3 separate regions of the Mus musculus genome follow, and regions 1 and 2 are each linked to region 3. Evidence: chromatin contacts called from public promoter capture Hi-C data. All regions are on one chromosome and are shown on one strand. The core of a region is the stretch at or near the end of the contact, and the rest is flanking DNA. Distances in the headings are between cores, read along the strand shown.

Region 1 (4,292 bases), core at 790-3,289, 1.6 Mb before region 3:
TACTGGGGCATAGAATCTTTGCAAGACCAAGGGCCTCTCCTCCCATAGATGGCCGACTAGGCCATCCTCTGCTACATACGCAGCTAGAGACAAGAGTCCCACCATGTGTTTTCTTTGATTGATGGTTTAGTCCCAGGGAAGCAGGAGTGGGTGGTTTGGGGAGCAGGGGGAGGGATGGGTAGGGGATTTTTGGAGAGGAAACTAGGAAAGGAGATAGCATTTGAAATGTAAATAAAGAAAATATCTTTACAAGTTTGGAATATGTATTTAAAAAAAAGATAAAAAGAAATCTTCATTTTCCCCCACAAAATGTTGAAAACAATAATGGAGTCAGGGCTTCATTAAAAGTAGAGGGATTATTGAATATCTTTATTTTTCTCCTTTAGAATTATAGCTTAGCTAAACTTGCTGGTAGATATTTACCTCCTCAAAAACAACACATTGTGTTAATTAACTTCATATTGTTTTTCAGTTGTGCTTTAAAGAAATACCTGTTTGTTTGTTTTTTTTTTTAATTTAAGCTTTATTTAATAATGAAAAAAGTTCAGGTGTCCTATGGGTGTAATAGAATTGCTTTCATACTCAATGAAAATGTCAATAGTGGCACATTTTCATAGTTCATGTGTGGCTGAACTTTTGGTTTTTCCTGTAAAGATGCATGATGAGGTGTTGGTGTCAAGTATGGATACTTCTAGACAGCTCATCTTAAATGAACAGTTGGAAGATATGCGGCAAGAACTTGTGCGACAATATGAAGAACACCAGCAGGCAACAGAAATGTTGAGGCAGGCCCACATGCAACAGATGGAGAGGCAACGGGAAGACCAGGAGCAGCTCCAAGAGGAAATCAAGAGACTCAACGAGCAGCTAGCCCAGGTTGGCATGGAGGAGCCCTTCTCTCCCCAACTAAAATAACAGGAACTTTGTGTAACTTCGTAACCTTTTTTAAAACTTAAAATTTATTTTGCTGGATCTATAAATGGTTACAGATATTACCATTAGAGACACGCCATCTACAGTGTTAGAACCTGAGGGCATACCGGACCCAGATTCATAGTGCTCATCGTCATGACGTCGTGTATGTAGTTTCCCTTCTGGATTGCAGAGTAAAACGGGAATCATTGCTCTGTCACGTAGTAGCCGAGGATGCACAGCAGAGACCTCCTCAGCGTAGACCGCCCTGTGCTGGTGCCTGCACATGTAGTTCTCTCAGCCCGTAGACGTAGGCAGGTTCACCTCAGTGAGCCACCAACTAAGCTCACAGGTTTACTCCCACTATCTTTAACCACCTCGTAAATCACAGTTGGAAATCTGGGGTGGCACGTTTCTTTTCATTGATTTGAAAATTGCAAATTTATATAACACCTTAATCCTTTCTCAACTAAATTTACATTTTCCTTGGTATTTGGGAACTATATTCTTAACCGGTTGCTATATAAAATATACTCACAAAATCATTGCAGAAAAGCTTATATGAAAACTCGAAATTTAATTTTGAAAACTAAAATAGAGAATTCTTGACTTGGGTTCCTTCAGATTCAAAATAATGGCAAATTTGGGGTTGGAGCATAAAATAGGAGTCACTGGAGCATTCAGTCTTGCTTTTCTTCACTGTATTTTGTGAGTTCAGACTTCTGAATTTTCAATGCAAATTTGACATAAAAATATTAATTCAACTCTACAAATCCCTGAATTTTATACATTTAATTAACTTTTTTAACTTTTCAAATTCTGCATTGAATTTTATATATGCCTTTTAATCCCTTGTAATGGAATCTGAGTCACAGTTTGAAAAGCAGCCCATGGTCTCAAGGGATTAAAAGAAATCTGCCAAATGTTTCTGTTTTCTTCTCCTATCGCCAACAATATTCTCTCATGACCTTTTTTCTTATTTAGAAATCCTCCATAGATACTGAACACGTGGTTTCAGAGAGAGAAAGGGTTCTATTAGAGGAGCTGGAAGCACTAAAGCAGCTGCCCCTAGCTGGAAGAAAGGAGCTGTGTTGTGAGCTGCGCCACAGCAGTACGCAAACACAGGTAGTGTGGACTTTGGCTCACCCAGGCGCAGTGGTGACAATGCAGTAGGATTTGTTTGTCTTTCTCGTCGGTGTGTGATACCGTTTTCATAGGCACTGAGCTTAATGTGTTTGTGATTGCTCCCATGGAAGGTAGGTGGAGCAGAAATGCCGTGCATTCTGCTGGTAACGTGGTTCTGGTGTTGCAGTAACAGCAACTGCTCCACCATGCAGCAGCCTAACAGATTTTACTGTCATAGTATACAGCATGCATTCCTTTGAACCCATCCCATGTGTTTCATCTCTGCATCAGACTGTTTTATCTTTCCTTGATAACACAGAGTTAAACATTATTTCAAGCAGAGTCTACATCATGCTCAGAGGTTTCTGTTTCGTCTCATACCACTATAGAAGTGTGCCTTGCCGATTCTAAGATGACGGGTTTTCTCTTTGTCTTGTCCTCTCTGCCTTTGCACCAACTTACGCAGGATGGACATGACGATCAGGAAGTTGAGGAACAGACGTTAAAAGACAAGACATTGGAGAGAAGCCCTGAAGATGCTCTTCTCGATAGAAACCTGTCCAATGAAAGGTATAAAGTACTTGTTTAGCACAGGGTTGAAATGCTCCCTTCAATTCAGTAAAGGTTGTCAGAGCTTTATCTTCTCTATTGTACTTTGTCTTAAAAGTTGTACTGTGTATGAAATCTGACCATACAGATAATAGTATAAGAAGGAATGACAATTTTTATCGTTAATTAGACTAGTTTTAAAAATCTTCTGCATGCACTTCAGTTTTTGTTAGTGTTGATCTTGACTCTCTTTAGTTATTATTGAATATTGGACTTTCTTAATTAACTTTATTCCTCATAATGCTATTTTATATTCTAAAATCATTTTTATTAGTGAGTTTTATGTCTTTATGTTTTGTTTTTTCAGTAACTTTAAGACATTCATTTAGTATTAGGTATTTTGAGAAAACAATATGATAAATATTTCACCTTTAATTTCTTTTTGTTTTTGCTGTGTAACACATAAGAACCTTTAATACACATTCAAGCTTCATAGAAGAGTAAATGAAACACCCACTGGCAACAGTACGATTCCTTACCTTCCTCTCACCAAGATTAACATGAAAGTGTTCAACACTATGAGAGTAGATAACCTAAGTTAATTTAAAGACTGTTTAGAAAGGCACGAAGTCTTAAACTTGATTTTGTTGAAATGAAAATATTTTCTTTGATTTAAAACTAGAACTAGTATCTTCTAACAGTTTCTGTGACTGTCATCCTTGTGTGTCCTCCTAGTCTCCTTCCTCAGCTCTCATGACAGAATTTGGCCCTTAAGATTTTGGCTTCTTCAGTGGATCATGGCTATGAAACACAGTCAGTGTGGAACTCAAACAGGAAAGACAGTGTATGAAGATTAGACCTATCACAGCAGTATAGAATAATCTGTTCATTTATTTATTTATTTACTTGCTTATACAAAATGAACATTATAAAGTAAAATTTTCACTATTTGTTACATTTTATAAATCATGTATTTAGTTTTTAGATTTTTTTGTGGTGAGGTTGATAAAATGAGTCTTCTTTGTCTTTAGCCATCATATGAGTTTAGCCAGTTTTTTTTAAAGTAAAAATTATTTAATATTCTTTTAATCATGGGATTTTACACTTGAACAAATCTTCAGTAAACATTGAGAAGATCCTTTACTTTCGTTATTTGGTCTTATTTTTAATATTCTTAATTATATAAGTAGATAACTTGATCTGGATATAAAAATAGAAACCTGTCTTTTGCTTGACAACTACTAAAGGAAAACAACTCCATTTATTACCTCATCCTAAAATAGGTAGGTCATGTGCCTGGGAGGCAGACAGCTGTCATCTGGGCTTTAGTACTAGTCTCCCACAGTGAGAAGTTGAGAGATAAAGCTCTCATAAGCCAAAGAACCTCCACCACAGGAGTCTGTCCTTTGTCTATATTTATTAAGTATAAAGTTTGCCGATGTACTACTTCTGATGAATTAAGCATTTGAGATTCGTGAGATAATCTTAATCACTATCTATGAAAATACATTTTTGACAGTTTTAAAGGGCTCACATTACAGTAAAAATAAACTGTATGAAAACATTTGATTCAGGACAATCCTCATTTTTTCCCCTTGTTTTAAAAATGTGTATACTTACGAGTAAGACAGAGGGTAGAGGGAAATGTAGGCAGTGCCAGTTTTAAGGATTGGGACTGCAGAGATGACTCAGTGGTTAAGAGGATT
Region 2 (4,063 bases), core at 179-2,678, 1.4 Mb before region 3:
TGTAGAATAAGGGCATCTTTGTATTCCAGCCAGAGGGATTAAAGGAATGTGCTAAGGCATGTCTGTATTATAGCTAGAGTAGCCATGTTGTTACATTAAAATCCCTCTACAGACCCTGAGTGTAATTACAGGAAGATGTAGATTTGTGTAATTGACAAGGATGTAGAAAGGACATTTGTTTATTGAATCCTGGAATCTATGGATGGTGGTATTTTACCCGTGGGTTCTCTTAGAGGAATGGAGGGCTAATTCCTTTCTCACTCTAATTGAGTTTGTTGAGACTCAAACAAGGAAAAGCTAGTGAGGCAGACATAAAGGCACAATAATCAATATTACTAGTTATATCATTATTATCAATCTTTGGTTAAAAGAGGACAGGGACAATTCTGAAGATAGCACAGACATGGCATTTGATCTACACATTGAGTCTAAGTCCTGAGGGTTTTAAGTCTAATTTTAGGGAGGGGTTTATCTTGATGTAGACTTCCCTACTCTCCTCCTTCCAAGTGAGGTCATCTAAAATCACAAGCATCATCACATGTCACTATCCTTTCAAAACGAAATGGCAAAGGAGAGAGATTTGCATAGCAGCACAACTTTGATACAAAGTTGTCTCAACAACAACAACAACAACAACAACATCCCTCAAGGAAGATGAGAACCCCAGAACAGCCTCTTGGGAAACATTGTCTACCACACTGCTCCTAGTTCTCTTTTTCTCTTCTTTGCCCCTCATCTTTCCCTCCCTGCCCTTCGTCTTCCCAACCTCTCCAATATCTCAGCTGCACCTTTTCCTCATTGATATCACTTTCAAGAGGACTAAAGCCATCTCCTGGTGTTCATAAATGAAAATCCATGGGGCATGCTGAGGAGAGAATATTCTGGCAGAAGCGAGACCATGGGAGTTACGGTCCAGAAGGCCGAGGTTGTCTTGCTTTCCGCAAGCCACACGTGCACCGTAAATAGCTACTGAGTAATCCCAGGCAAGGAATAAGCTGTGATCAGTAGTTTCACTTTCTGAGTAAACTGATTATTAATAATTTAAATTCCCAAATAGAAATCTTTATTCTTACAAACACCAAACCAAACAGAAAAATGCAGAAGAATTTGGGGGAAAAAAAACCCAACCAACCTACCAAACAAACAAAGACCCCCAAGGTCTATAAAGCAACCTAAAAGAAAGAGATCAAACCGAACCTGTTCTTTGGTGCAGGCAGAATCTCAGCCCCAGCCAGAGGGAAGCCTTGGCGCCGCCCTGTGGTCTCGAACCAGCCCAGAGCCCAGAGTCCCCGCAGCCACAGTCTCAGCCGCCCCCTGCTGGGCTCCCGCGGTCAGGCGGCCGAGGATTTAGGCACAGCGCGCCGGGCTAGTGACGTCACCTCTGCGCCAGGCCGAGGCCGGAAGTCAGCCGTTACTTCCGCACTCCGCTCCCTCCCGGGCGTCCAGAGGCGGAAGTGAAAGGTGTCTACCGGGAGCGTTGGTAGGAGCGCGGATGCAGTGTGCGGGCTGGGGCTGGGGAGCTGCTGGAGCCTTTGCGAGCGGCTTGCGAGTCTCTGCTAGACAGGGCGATGAATGGCTAAAGGCCATTGCAGAACTGCCCGAGGGAAGGCGAGCCTTCGATGTGGGATTACGGCGGTTCTGAGTTTAGACTCATCAAGCCCTCCACACTTCGTACAGCAAAGAGCTCGGCATTGGCTCGGAATTTGTAACTTTAGGGACAGTGCCCACCCTTAGGTTGTTGTATATATAGGGCATTACGAAATAATGTATGTGTAACGTGGGGTTCTGGTATTAAAGTGCGTTTGCGATTCCGCTACCTTCCCCCCATGCGTTGCCGTTTTCTTTTTATTATGACTGAGAAATGTTTAGTTTGCGAGAGGTCGTGCATCTCACAAAAATGATTTGACCTGGACTTCTTTATTCTCTACTACACTGGCGATATTTTTGCCTTTTTCTTTTCCAAATTAGTGGTGTGGTGGTAGAAACATCGGTTTTTACCTTTTCTGGAGAGATCTAAAGTCTCTTATGACAAAGTCGACATCGATATGTAGTTCTGTTCAAAACAAAACAAAACAACCCTGTACACTTAAATGCTGTGTCAAAAGAGTAGCGGGATTGTGGAATTCCCAAAGATTAGCAGTTTTCTTTAAACACCTGTTAGCTTTCCAGCTGTGGGATGGGGTGGGGTGGAGGGGACGGGAAGGGACAGGGACATAAATCTTCCATCTTGAACCTCGGTAGTTACAGTCACCAAGATGTTGGTGATATTCATGAAATTTAACGAAGCTTAAGAAAATGGTTTATTTTAGAGGAAGATTGAAGGCAATTATTCGATATTTGCTTTTTTTAAAATTTGTCTTGGGATAGTTAATTTGCCAGAGGTTACAAATTCAGCTCAACAATCTGTTTTTAAAAGGACATTGTGTTTATACAATGACTTGCAAATACAACTTGGGTTCATGAAAATGACCCTTTTTCTTTTCTGAAAGAAAAGACAATTTAACTCAGAAAAGTGCACGTGCTTTCCCGCCTGCGAGTGCGCTCATATGTGAGCTTTGAGTTTGATAAGATAGTAGTAGTAAGTGCTGAGGGGAGAGAGCATCTACTGAGAAGGTGATGGGAATATGAGAATTATGAGGAAAAACAATAGGACATGCTTCTAATGGAGAATACACACACACACACTCATGTGTGTGACATGAAAGTAAAAGAGGGACTTTGGGAAGATAGATACAGATTCCATTATTTGTTATGTCAGTTAAAAATAATGAAAAGACAGCAAGGACACTGAGACTAAAATAGGCAGGAACAAGATTGCTTTGTTGCTGTTTTGAGTGAAGTTGATTTGGTAAGGAAGAGAGAGAATGTAAAACCCTCCTGGGGGTGCTTACCACAATGACATTAATCAGAGGAGCGCTACTTTGGGTGCTGCATGGATGCTCAGTTCAACTTTATATGTTGATACATTTAGAAAATATTTATTTGGAGGATAAGTTATATAAAGAGAAACAAAAATCTACTTGTGACAAGTCTAACAAACTAATAGTTTTTTTTACCCTTTTCTTAGGAGTCTTAGCAAACCTTTTTCTTATTTTATTGGTATTAGAATTTCTGTTGAATATTCTGTGTCATGTTTATCGTTTACCGTGGTGCTAATCATCTGAAAGGAATGAGCTGTCTGGTAGTAATCTTCAAGCTGATAGACTTAGTATATGTATCCTTAGTGACTGATTTTTAAAAATTTATTATTCATATTGTATTTGTTATAAAATGTATGTAAAATAGAAATTGTCACAGGATAAGACAAGTATAATTGAAAATTGATACTGTCTATTGGATAATTTTGCATGCTTATTTATAACGCTTCTTATAAAACTTGGCTGACTGTAATGTGATAGTCTTCTGTCCAGTTATCCAGCAGAGGTCATCCATGAGCATCTGGAAGGGAAAAGGTTGGATTGTACATGCTAGATAGAGCTTGCTTTCTTCTTTCTTTCCTTCTTTCTTTTCTTTTCCTTCTTTCTTTTCTTTTCTTTTCCTTTCTTTCTTTCTTTCTTTCTTTCTTTCTTTCTTTCTTTCTTTCTTTCTTTTTTCCTTCCTTCCTTCCTTCCTTCCTTCCTTCCTTTCTTTCTTTCTTTCTTCTTCTTCTTTTCTTTCTTTCTTTTCTTTTCTTTTTCTTTTTATATGTATATTTTATTAATTAATTGAGAATTTAATACAGTGTATTTTGATCACATTCACTCCACTCCTCCAGCTCCTCCTAAATTCACATCCCATTCCATAACCATTGAAGTTTTTGTTCTTGCTCTTTTTTTTTCCCATTTTTTATTAGGTATTTAGCTCATTTACATTTCCAATGCTATACCAAAAGTCCCCCATACCCACCCACCCCCAATCCCCTACCCACCCACTCCCCCTTTTTGGCCCTGGCGTTCCCCTGTACTGGGGCATATAAAGTTTGCGTGTCCAATGGGCCTCTCTTTCCAGTGATGGCCGACTAGGCCATCTTTTGATACATATGCAGCTAGAGTCAAGAGCTCTTTTTTTTAAAGCCATTAAATTC
Region 3 (4,052 bases), core at 20-2,519:
CAGTCGTGACTTTGGGTTTTTACTGCTTCTGAAATAATAAAGTTTACAGTGCTGGATTCAAAGCCCTCACCGGATCTCACCGGGACAGCTGTCATTTGTTGGAGCCTTCCTGTTCTTTTCTGAGCTGCCCACTCTCCCTGCCACTCTATTCATGCTTTCTCCTCTGTTTAGATTATCATTTGTTCTTTCTATCATAAACCCATTTTCTGGTGTCAGTTTCAATGTATCCTCAAATACAACTAAACTATGGCTTATGGTTGTATGATCTGAGGCCTCCTTGGCCCATCACTCTCACTGACTGGCTTTTCAGGCTTCCTCGGACACTGGATTATATCCTCTGGTACTTTCCATTTAGTTTCCCTCACTAGGTAGGTAACTTCTTATAAAGCCAGTGTGTCATAATCCCAGGCTTTCAAATTACAGAGCAATCGTTTAAATTAATATTCACGTTTTTGGTAATCTGCAGTACTTTTGGGTATCAAAAAAATCTGTGGGTTTAAAAAAAAACAAAAACAAACTGAAGGTTGACCACCCTGAGATATTCCTGGTAAGGGCTTTTAAAGCTGTGTTCAGTATGTGACTTTTTCTTTATTTTCTAGATTTGTCATATTTATTAAGGACTCTCATTTATAATGGCTGTTCCTAACAACAGCTTATGTACATGACCTCTAGCTTTCACACACCGTTGCCAGTTAAGCTCACTGAGATTCTTTTTTAATTGAGCGGTTGGTTGCAGATTGTTATAAAAGTGGATTTTAAGACAGGCACTACATAAAAATTGACGTAAAATCTCTATATGAGGCACAGCAAACACACATTCTGACTTCCAGAAAAGTCTTCAGAAAGATATCAAAAGCAGTGTAAAGGAGGAGAAATGTATAAAAGCAGGTTATGGACTCTCTTTTAAACAATGAGAACCAAACCAAACAAACAAACAAGCCGGCACGTGCACCGCAATGCCGGGTCTAAACCGCAGGCAGGTCCCCAATTATCCTCTCACGTGCTTTGGGAACAATACAGGAATTCCCTAAAGCTGGACCCCAAACGGCCATCAGCGTGTCACTGAGACACAATCTTCTCCCAGGAGACGGGAACCGAGGAACGACAACCCAGGAGGAGAGCGGCGAAGACACCAAAGCTGGGGAGACCCCCGTCACGAACCTTTCTCAACAAAGCGCAACCGCAGCGCACCATGAGCTCCAAGGGGCAGGACTCCCGCCCGCAGAATCCGGACAAACTTCGGTCGGGCGCGCGTACTGACGTCACTACTGGTCGCAGAGGTGACGTCTCAGCGGATCCGCGCCTGCGTGCTGCATCGCGCTCGAGGAAGGTGGGCGTGTGCTTTGGACGCCTCTGGGTGCAGGAAGGAGAGTGCAGAGCCCAGATTCGTCTAAGTTGTGTGCAAGGGGAAGCAGGGCTCCGGGCAGGAGTCTCTGGAGTTGACGCTTTGAACGCTATGCGCTGGAGACTGGCCTGCCTCACAAACATTTTTATGGTAGCTGAAGAACCTGAGGTGCCAGGATTTTCTCACGATGAAAGACCCCTCCAACAGACACACTTGTACAAAACACCGAGAGCTCTAAAAGACTGCTGGATGATGGCTTGAGCAATTTTTCTAGCCAAGGCTTAAACTTCAGGAACCAGTCACTTAAAACTTGTAGCACAGAAGTATTGAAAGAAGTGTGACGATCTAGATTTTTACAAAGGATGATGTGTGCAGTGGAGGCAAACAGAAACCCCAACCTGGACTCAGCCGAGAGTTTTCACCTTTCATTTGAAGGCTGTCCTTGTGAGAACACGAGAGATTACATTCCAGCTTGGAGAGGAAGCTTCAGAAAAAGATCACTGAATGGCAGGCCCATTTCGCCAATCTTTCTGCCAAGTCTTTAAGTGAAAAAGGCACACGAGCGTACTAGAGGGGTCTCCCTTCACTGCTCATTTATTATTTTCTATCATTAGAATTATTAGGTTTAGAATCCTTGGCGAAATGTGACTCAGTCATGGTCACTGGCCAGGGCAGTGCAGCTGAGAGTAACCTTAAGGAATTGTTATGTTCCGTTTTTCAGTATGAGGTTGATTTAAAGTTAGTTACAGATAGCCCGAGGTCCTGCGCCTCTAAGGCCGCTTTCCTAGCTGGAACCTGGCAAAGGCTAGTCTTGAAACTCTGAAAATTGCAGTTACGGGCATTCTGCTACATGCCTGAGTCCTAGACTAGAAAACAGGACTCCAATTCATTTAGATAAGGTTCTGCATCCTAAACAATAGGATGGGGAATTTGGGAAAGGAGCGAGTCCTATTTGGAAGTACACAGTGTGGAAACTACTGCTCAGTCTAGATTAGTTTACTGTTCCTGGACTTTGAAGCTGTCATTTTCATTTAGATGTTTGGTTGGTTGGTTCTAGCCTCTGTAGATTAACATTAAATATTGACCCAAATGTCAGATGTTAGCCTCAATAAATATACTTACTATTTTAAAAACCAGAATATTAAGTTGCTGTTATCATACTTTTCCTGTTAAATCTAGAAAATGTGCTGCCATTTAAATTATGCCAAAATGTTTAGCCTAATGCACACACCTTCTAATGTTTATTTATGATTATTGAATATAGGCCCACTCTCTTTCCCATAACATACACAGAATATAATAACAATAAATAAAATATAAATAAGAAATTGATATCTAAAATGCTAAGGATCATTGATGATGTAAGCAAAAGAAAAATACATATACCTCAAACAAAACATTATCACAGCAAGATATTTTATTATAATTCTGATAATAAGATAGTAGAATAAACCTTTTAAATCTCTAAACTCGCTCTCCTAAAAATATGCTGTTAAAATTGACTTGAGATGAGGCTGGAGAGATGACTCATTGGTTAAGAGCATTTCCTACTCGTCTAGAAGACCAGAAGCCACGACCTAGCATCTAGGTTAATTGTCTCACAGGCTCATGTAACAGCTCCAGGGCATCTGATGCCCCCTTTTGGCTGCTGAAAGCACCTGCACTCATATGCACATATCATCACACAGATATGACTGTGTGTGTGTGTTTGTGAGCATATGCACACACACCCCCAGACCTGAACATACACACATATAATTTAAATATTTAAAAACTGGAATTAGGTGACCCAGAGGATCATCCAGATCTTATGCAGGGGTCAGTATTGCATGAACATTCTGGCATTTCTGTTAAGAGAAGAACATACTTTCCCAGGAATGTGGCTTATCTAAAGACGAAAGTAGGCAAACCACTCATCTCAGCAGCACTGGAGAATTCTTCATGTCACTCATCAAATTCACACATGACTCACTACATAACTCATGATTTGATTTTAAAATATTTCAGAACAATTGCTTTAATTGTTTAATTGTGTTAAGAATTTTAAGCATTTCCTTTTGAATTTTTTCTTTGATTTTTTTTTGTTTTTGTTTTTGGAAAATTCATACATGTATAAAGCTCATTTTGATTATTGTAACCCGTCATTTTCTCTTATCTACTTCCTACCCCAGTTACCCCTCTTCCCCACAAATCTCTTTTCCAGTCATGTCTCTTCCTCCTCCTCCTCCTCCTTTAAGAACCATTGAGTTTAATCAGAATTGCCTGTAACAATGGCTTTGAAACCATCTATTGAGCCTGACAGACTCCTCAGTGAACACATAACAGAAGACAATGGCTGGATTCATCATCAGTAGCCACAGTAGTTCAAGAAGACGTAGAGCCATGAAATTTCCCCTTTCTGATCCATGATAGCCTTCTACTAGTTCCCTGCTCATAGGTCCCATCTTGTACAGGCCATTGCAAACACTCACAACAGTTTGAGGTCACGTTTGCAACAGTTCTGCCACGTCCAGAAGACAGCATCTCATAGTGCTTTCACTGTCTTCCTGCTCTTACATTCTCTCTGCCCCGCCCCCTCTTCTGGATGATCCCTGAGCCTTGGTGGTATAAATGTTCTGTTTCTGGCTCAGCATTCACCAACTACTGATTCTAAGCACCTTGAGTGGTCATGAACCTCTTCCCTGACTGCAGTTCACTGCAGAGAGAA

What was found. Promoter capture Hi-C pulls out the DNA fragments that hold promoters and counts their contacts.
Region 1: a contact with region 3 is called in a promoter capture Hi-C map of liver, with 3 times the contacts expected there. The contact joins the enhancer-like site here to the promoter of Gtpbp10 in region 3. A contact is called at or near these places in 7 of 39 promoter capture datasets (the 3T3-L1 cell line, embryonic stem cells, liver and 3 more).
Region 2: a contact with region 3 is called in a promoter capture Hi-C map of pre-B cells, with 4 times the contacts expected there. The contact joins the promoter of Mterf1b here to the promoter of Gtpbp10 in region 3. A contact is called at or near these places in 11 of 39 promoter capture datasets (3T3-L1-derived adipocytes, the C10 cell line, the HPC-7 cell line and 6 more) and 2 of 9 other capture datasets (adipose tissue and liver).

What each region holds. Positions count from the first base shown.
Region 1 is chr5:4,002,907-4,007,198 of GRCm38.p6, forward strand. It overlaps Akap9 (A kinase (PRKA) anchor protein (yotiao) 9), which reads left to right. Exons shown (of 48, transcript NM_194462.2): 17 at 655-876; 18 at 1,897-2,037; 19 at 2,504-2,607. Among named protein-coding and RNA genes, the nearest start is that of Gm40260, 72 kb to the right of the region's middle. Within about 2 kb of position 2,040, at least 34 of the 459 cell types and tissues checked have an H3K27ac peak or open chromatin away from gene starts, as enhancers often do. A contact at or near this core is called in liver, where this site is marked.
Region 2 is chr5:4,190,939-4,195,001 of GRCm38.p6, forward strand. It overlaps Mterf1b (mitochondrial transcription termination factor 1b), which reads left to right and starts at 1,429. Exons shown (of 2, transcript NM_001042670.1): 1 at 1,429-1,480.
Region 3 is chr5:5,558,272-5,562,323 of GRCm38.p6, forward strand. Gtpbp10 (GTP-binding protein 10 (putative)) reads right to left here and starts at 1,270. Exons shown (of 10, transcript NM_153116.2): 1 at 1,162-1,270. The coding sequence starts at 1,194.